2 separate regions of the Mus musculus genome follow, and region 1 is linked to region 2. The links are chromatin contacts, called in public Hi-C maps. All regions are on one chromosome and are shown on one strand. The core of a region is the stretch at or near the end of the contact, and the rest is flanking DNA. Distances in the headings are between cores, read along the strand shown.

Region 1 (3,890 bases), core at 206-2,705, 190 kb after region 2:
TATCTGGTTCCTGTTTGCCTTCCAGGGTTCACATACTTACCAGCTGAAAAGTAGCTGCAGTTTACCTAAGCCCAGCATGAAGGACTCAACCCAAGTGAAATTAGAGTATTTGGGGGTTTATTTGGGGGTAGCTCTCTAGTGGATTCAGTGATCCCAAGGAACCAGAGAGTTCACTAGTCCCAAGGAGGTCAGAGAAGTTATGGGATGGGAGTATAAGGAGCAGAGGTGGGGAGAAGGAGCTAGCAAGGCATGCAGGGGGGAGGGAGATGGAGAGGGAAGTGGAGGGAGGAGGGGGAAGGGCAGGAGAAGGAGGAAGGAGGAGGCAGAGAGAGAGAGAGAGAGAGAGAGAGAGAGAGAGAATGAAACAGAGAGACAAAGAGTACAAACTGTCAGGATTATATAGGAAGATCTTCTGGAGACAGGAAAGCTCAGGGTACAAGGTGGGGTCTGCCAACTTTGCTATGTAACAGGTGGAGACTGAGGAGAGCTGGGAGAACCTGGAGGTTCAGCTGTAACCTTCCCAGCCTTGAGCAGGCTAAGCAGACCTTGAACATTCATCTTGACAGGCCTTATCAAGCTGGATAGAGACATGTGTCTTGGCTGCAGTTGCAGGTTCCCATGGGAACTTAGCTGTTTTGGCTGCCTGTGCTGACCTTGTTCTACAACATATTCCAGCTAAAGAAGGGGATGGGTTTTGTGGTTTTTCCCTTTATAAACGTAAAGCCTATTATTAAACTTTGAGTCTTGATCAGAATCTTTGTCTTGACTTCATTCTTCTCTCGCGTACCCCCCACCCCCATCTTTTCATTTCCAGCACCCCTTTCAGGTAAACTCAGTTCTCCCGCGGCTGCTGGATGGCTCCACCCAGCCAGCTTTGGTGTGTTAAATATATGCAGATCAGAAGCTGGTCCCGGGTCTGAATCCCAACCGCAACAAAACTATTGTTTCCCCAAATCTCTTTTTAATCGTTAATATCCTGGGCACCCTTCCGCTTGTAGGACAGATTGATAACTCCACTGCAAGTTGAGCTATGCAAGCTAACTACCTTGATTCCAGGAGGAAGGCAAACAGTCTACTGAGTGAGGAAAGCTCAGGCTGAAAAGTCAAGGACTTGCTGAGCACGGGGTCAACTGTTCACATAGGGGAGGAGCAAGCGGCTGAGCAGTGATAGGTGCAGTGGTGGTTCCTCCCTGGGGCTGTGCGGGGAGACAGAAGGGTAGGCTATTGGAGGACCGGCACAAGTATTACAGAAATGAAAATCCCTGTAGATCTGGAAAAGGTCGTCCCTGGATTTGAAGCTTGGTCTGAGAACTTCTACACTGTGTGGCTTCAGCACACTCTAACTCTAAGGGAGGTGCTCGACTCACTCAAGACTTACTGGCCAATCAGAGCCTCCAGGCAGACCTGCGTGTCAGAAGAGAAGGCGGGTTTTCCGGGTGCGGTGGTGTCGGTTTCGCTTCCTGGTTGAGTGCTTGAATGGTTCTGTGTGCCGTGCTCCGTTTCCTGCGGTTGGATGCTGTGGATTGTGCACAGGCAAGCTCCGAAGTTGCGACATGGTAAGCACAGGGTCACTGCCAACAATGGGGAGAAGCAGGGGTCTCAGCAGCGCGAGCTGGTGTGGTGGGGCTTTCACAGGACTGAATGGGAATCGGCGGCCACGTGTGAGGTCCTAGCCACTTGGGGGACCCAGCTGTAGCCTCTGAATAACTTCACTGTGGGGGCTGCATCTGTGCAGAGCATTTGGCCTGTGTGTAGAAAGATCTTTGGCATGATCCCAAACTCAGAGAGTACTAGTTTCTGCAAGTTCTGTTCTTACCATTTGCCATTAAGGTGGACAATCCATTGGAGTTAATTTTGTGGAGGTTGTAAAAGACATCTCATGTGCTGGGTAGCAATCCAATATCAAGCTGTGATGTAAAAGTGCAGGATTAATGATCTAAAGGATTTACTAAAGCTTAGGAGATAGTAAGGCACTCCAAGTAGAATTTATCTGAGGGTGGACTGCATGTAAAACATCCCACAGATAGGTAATGTGCTAACTAGGGCTGTTAGAGATTAGGTTGCTAGGATACACAAGTTAATTCACCCGGATTGTCCAGAAATTGGGCACCAAACCATAACAAAGGAAACAAACTTGATTTACTACCATCCACTAGGTTCATCTTCATATCAAAGAGCAGGCCTCTAACAGGCTGGTCTATGGGGCCTTACAGGATCACAATCTACAGTAAGGCCTGGTGTGGCATAAAGGTTCAGTTTTCTTCTTGAGAAAAGCATAGTTCTGCCACATGGGTGAGATGATGCCTAGTGACAACCATGTGAGAAGGTAAAAAAGAAAACAAAACAAAACACTGTTGTATTGAGTGCTAAGTTACACTTTCCCTGAGGTTTCCATATATGGAGAATGACATAGCTCCTCATGAAACCCAGGAACATGCTTGGCAGAGCCAGTCACAGCTTGGGGCCTAGGCCTTGGGAGCTTTCCCTGAGGCTCTGGGTATAGAGATAAAACAGAGCTTCTTCTCTAAGACCTGGAATATGCTTGGGAGAGCTGGTAATAGTCTGGGGCCAGGGCCTTTGGGAGGGGTTGCTTCAGATTCTGAGAGCACAACTCTTCCCACCGTACGGGGTTGTGGTTATCAGTCCCAAGGCCATGAGAGACTTGGTCAGAAATTTTTTCAGATACACTGAGTTTCCCCTTGTGCAGCAACTATTTGATTAGACTTCTCCTGAGTGTGTCCCATTGTATGATGCTTCTGCTGACTTCATAGTTTCTTCATCTTTCTCCTGACTTCATAGATGTCTCCCATCTCCTTCCTTTCCCTCATGTCAATCGTGTACAAGATGGTATTCTTTAGAAGCTTACTTAGCATGAGCCATAGCTTGTGTAAGTCCTCCCCACCCCAGCTTTTTTACTTTCTACCTTTTCCTTTTCCAGTGTTTTTCATCATCTGGAGCCTTCCACTCAGGACACTCTCACTAACCTGCTGTGTTAGGGCACTGGTGTACTTAAGAAATGATCCCGGGGTTATATTTGCTGTGTAAATTTCCCATCTGTCTAAGTGGCTAGACTTGCAGTCTCCAGTCTATATTTAAATTGTTCAGAACTTAACCTGGAACCTGAATCTAAAAGAGACTTAAGGGTGGCAGCATATGTGGAATGCAAAATCCATCCTCGTCTGGCTCCTCTTTAGTATTAACCAGTGTAGCTGGTCTTTACTACTTTATGGTTTCTTCTTTTAACACACACTTAATCCCCTCCCCCCCCCCAACTCCAACCCCCTCCTCTTTCACCCCCTAACACCAGATAGGACAGAAACAAGGATGGAGGAGAAAGAGATCCTTGAATCTAGTTTCTTTTTTTGTACTGGCCCCTCACCTCCCCACCCCCAGCATGAGTCAGTCTCTGATGCAGGGAGCAAGGATTAAAGATAGGAAAGGCAGAAAGAAGATGCAAAGCCAATAGTTAGATTTGGGAGGACTGCTGGTTAATACTGCAGCAGCAGCAGCGAGAGCCTTGAGTTTATTTTTCATAGTCTTTTTATACCCACACAGTACTGTAGAATGCAAAGCTACAAGCTAACAGAAACAATTTCCTGAAATATACACAGAATATCTGTTCTTATCCAAAGGTACCTCCCTTGAACCTCAGGAGTACCTCCTCTTATAGTTCCATGTCTCATTAGGCTGGGAAATCTGCCAACAGACCCTGACCCGCCTTGACTGCCTGGGCACATAGAAGAATAGCGTCAGTTTTAAAGCATAAATATCGTCATCCAGGAAGAAAAAAGGTGTAAAGGAAGTTCCCTTGCTCACTGTATTCAGGGTCTTATCAAGATGATCAACTTATGACAAGATGTAGGAACACATTGCTCAGCTGTATTATTATT
Region 2 (3,615 bases), core at 348-2,847:
AAAAGATCTCTGGCGCAGACATTTGCAGTGGGGTTTTACTTGTATACACAGGGTTACAGTGCTCATGAAGTAAGGGAGCTCTGAGATGCACAGCCTCATCCCACATCAGCCAGGATAATAGCAAGCTTGGGGCTAGGAACAGAGAGAGAAAACCCTGAGGAACTCGCTCTAGGGCTATTTGGTTTTGGAGAGTTGGGACACCTGTGTGCCGTTTGTAGTGCTTGAGCATGTTGACCTTCTGTGCAAACTTGCGGTGACATTCCTTGCACTCATACTCCTTGATGCCTTTGTGCAGCTTCATATGGTGGCGCAGTGCATGCTTGGTCTTCATACCTGCAGGGGGCAGATCAGTATGAGTGCCACACTCCCCAGAACTTGCCTCAGGTCACCTGAAGCACCTGTCTGAACCCAGACACAGAATGAGCAGAATCTTTAGAAGGCCACCTTAGAAGGCCACTAGAGATTTACTGTGACATTAAAATGGCAGTGTGTCAACAACAGCACCTGAGATGATGTAGTGATGTGTACAGGATGTCTATCTCGATGACATAAATGGTAACTAAGATGAGGACTCTAGATCTACATTTTTTTTTTTTAAAGAAAAGCCATTCTTTAAAAAAATATTTTTAGCTGGGCAGTGGTAGTGTATGCCTTGATCCCAGCACTCGGAAGGCAAAAGCAGATGGATCTTTGTGAGTTTGAGCCCAGCCTGGTCTACAGAGTTCTAGAACAGCCAAGACTACACAGAGAAACCCTGTCTTGAGAATGTGTGTGTGTGTGAGAGAGAAAGAGAGAGAGTGTGTGTGTGTGAGAGAGAGAGAGAGACAAAGAGAAAGAGAGGAGGGAGGAAGAGAGAGAGAGAGAGAGAAAGAGAATGAATGAGTGTGTGTGAGAGGGCGCTAACATTCAAGATCAGAAGACAATTCTCCAGAGTCAGTTCTTGCTACCCTGCAGGGTGCAGGAATCACTTATTACACGTATGTGGAAGCACCTCTATTCACCAAGCCATCTTGCCAGATGGATACTTTTTTGGTTTTGGTTGTATTTTTCTTTTTTCTTTTTTTTTTTTTTTTCGAGACAGGGTTTCTCTGTGTGGCCCTGGCTGTCCTGGAACTCACTCTGTAGACCAGGCTGGCCTCGAACTAAGAAATCCGCCTGCCTCTGCCTCCCAAGTGCTGGGATTAAAGGCGCGTGCCACCACTGCCTGGCCAGATGCTAATCTTAGACATTGAAACCAACCAAAATCTCACTGACTACAGGCTGATGTTGAGGAAAGGGTGAAGCACCCTCACCAGTCACCACCTAGTTGGGTGAAAAGCAGTGGTCACTAGCAGCAGCAGTACACCCAGAGTGCTCAAACATCAGGGCAGGCAGAGTGCAGTCCTTAGACCCTCCAGTAGACAAGCCAGCAGTGGTGTCACACTGAGTGGGCGCAGTGTGCCCAAAGCCCCCTCTCAGCTCTAAACTCAGCTGGACAATTGCTCACCCCGTCCCATTTCGTTACCACTTACATCTTTACCTGTCTCTCAGTGTGGAGAGACTTCAGACAACCCAGCTGGGCCATAGGGCCTGTCAAACTAGAGCCAGCAGAGGGCGCAGGAGTCGCACCATGTCTTTCAGCTGCCAGTCCCTGGCTGGCTAAGTGCCAGGCCTTTCTGACTATGGAAGAGCAATTTTACCTTAATTCCCACCTCTGCCTAATCCTCATACTAAAAATGCCATATATCTCCCACCACCCAAGGACAAAAACCACAGGTGATGAGAGATTCAGCCAAACTGTTCTCAATCCCTCTCAGGCCCTGCCTCCATCACATCAGGCTCTGCTCAAAACAGTGGCACAGTATTGTCCTCTGCCACTGCTTGTCTGTCTTGCAAAGGACTGCAGTCTGTTGGTACAAACCTCACCCTCACAGTTCTAACACCTATTCATGGTCTTACTCACTCACTCATTTGTTCTCATACCTGCTATGGCTCTGACTATTTGTGTGCCTGGGACTAGAGACCAAGTGGTATGTTAGACAGAACTCCCTGGTTTCACAGGGCTTCTGTTCTAAGTGAGACTGGGGGATGGGAGAACCTACATAGTATGTGGCAAGAGAAGGGAAAGCTAGGCAGAACCGGGCAGAAAGGGGCTTGAGAAGAGAGGTTGTACTCAAGGTCATAGAGCAGGAGGCCAGCCTGGGCTACACAGACCCTGTCTTAGACAATAGAACGTCATCAATTTGGAACATCCAGCTTTTCCTGCAGGCGATACAGATGCCTTGTGGATGATTTTGTGGTAAGTGATGTGATTTTGAGAAAGATTTCTATATCTGGGACCCTGAACCTCCTTTGCCAAAAAGACTCTCATGACTCCTAGCAGCACCACCCCCTCAGCCGTATGCACAGACTATGTCTATGTTCAGGTCTAGAATTTTAGTGATCATAAGCAAGCTGGGTGCAAGGCTGAACTTGCTCTGGTGGCTTGGGGTGTCCTATGACTCCAGGGTACCCTGTGGCCCTGAGGGACCTTCTGGTGCTCTAGGTACACACCCACCTTTCCCACACTCGGCGCACAGGTACTCCCGGATGTTGTCATGCACACGCATGTGCTCTTTCAGCATGTCCTTCCTGGCAAAGGACTTCCCACACTGCTCACAGGCGTGGCTTTTCACACCTATAAACAAACACAGGAGTGTCTGAAAGCCTTAGCTCGCACAGAAAGAGGTCTCAGCAAGAAGCCTATGTGGGCTGCCTTTTCAGACATGGGAGTCTTTGGCATGCGAAGGCCCTGAGGACCTGGAGTGGACACAGGTGGATCTGAAGGATGTGCTGCAAGTGTCAGGGGAGGCCAGGATGAAAGCTGGAGAGATGGGGACACATCCGAGGTGTGGTTGTCTGTGTATGGAGCCAGGGAGAATGATGGGGGGAATCCTGCCGCTGGGGCAGACGAGCTAGCACCAATCATCACAACAGGAGCATCTTACCTGTGTGGATGAGTTTGTGGCGCTCCAAGTTCCCAATGCTGTTGAATATCCTCCCACAGATCTCACAGGGGTGAATGTACCTGAAAGGAGAGGCAAACCTCAGGAGCTACACAGCCCCAGGGGCTCATCACCCGAGGGGTTCACTCACTGTGAAGGCCTTATCTGCTATGAGGGTATGTATCCTCAGCTGTGAGGGGCCTGTGTGAAAGTTCCTTTATCGATGGAGGTGAGGCAAAAGGTGTTATGACCTCAGCTTCTATAATGGGCTGAATTGTCTCCCTCAAATTGTTGTTTAAGTCCTAGATAAGAATGTGGCTGCATGTGGAGACAGACATTTATAGAACAGATCAAAATGGAGTCACCATGGTGACCCTAATCCTTAAGAAGAGGAAACAAGAGACAGACGTGTACAGAAGGCTGGTGCAGAGGAAGGGCAGGTGTCCCAGATATCTGGCATAAGGTGACGCAATGATTGTGATCTGCTAAGCTGAGCACTGTGGCTTTGCAGAGTCCCCCTCTTGCACAGAGTCTTACTTCTGCACGTTGGGGTCAGGCAGGTTCTCCCGGTGGATGACCATGTGGGCATGGTAGGTGGCCTTGAGTGCGAAGCGTCGGTGGCAGATGCTGCAGCCGTGGCCCTTCTCCTTGT

The links. Hi-C and Micro-C count contacts between places; a contact is called where the count stands out from the background.
Region 1: a Hi-C map of Th1 cells shows a contact between it and region 2, with 4 times the contacts expected there. The contact joins the promoter of B230307C23Rik here to the enhancer-like site in region 2. A contact is called at or near these places in 1 of 15 datasets of contacts at CTCF or cohesin (pro-B cells), 19 of 484 Hi-C or Micro-C datasets (the G1E-ER4 cell line, Th1 cells, adipose-derived mesenchymal stem cells and 13 more), 10 of 115 datasets of contacts at active chromatin or transcription factors (the 230-238 cell line, the HPC-7 cell line, bone marrow-derived dendritic cells and 5 more) and 3 of 9 other capture datasets (adipose tissue, liver and pancreatic islet).

Annotation. Positions count from the first base shown.
Region 1 is chr16:97,995,881-97,999,770 of GRCm38.p6, forward strand. It overlaps B230307C23Rik (RIKEN cDNA B230307C23 gene), which reads left to right and starts at 1,456. Exons shown (of 4, transcript NM_001362093.2): 1 at 1,456-1,556. The coding sequence starts at 1,554. C030010L15Rik (a long non-coding RNA gene) reads right to left here. Exons shown (of 5, transcript XR_001781957.2): 3 at 1,817-1,907; 4 at 1,046-1,571.
Region 2 is chr16:97,803,509-97,807,123 of GRCm38.p6, forward strand. Prdm15 (PR domain containing 15) reads right to left here. Exons shown (of 24, transcript NM_144789.2): 16 at 3,501-3,615; 17 at 2,967-3,046; 18 at 2,537-2,656; 19 at 202-333. Among named protein-coding and RNA genes, the nearest start is that of Ripk4, 42 kb to the left of the region's middle. Within about 2 kb of position 1,598, at least 19 of the 459 cell types and tissues checked have an H3K27ac peak or open chromatin away from gene starts, as enhancers often do. A contact at or near this core is called in Th1 cells, where this site is marked.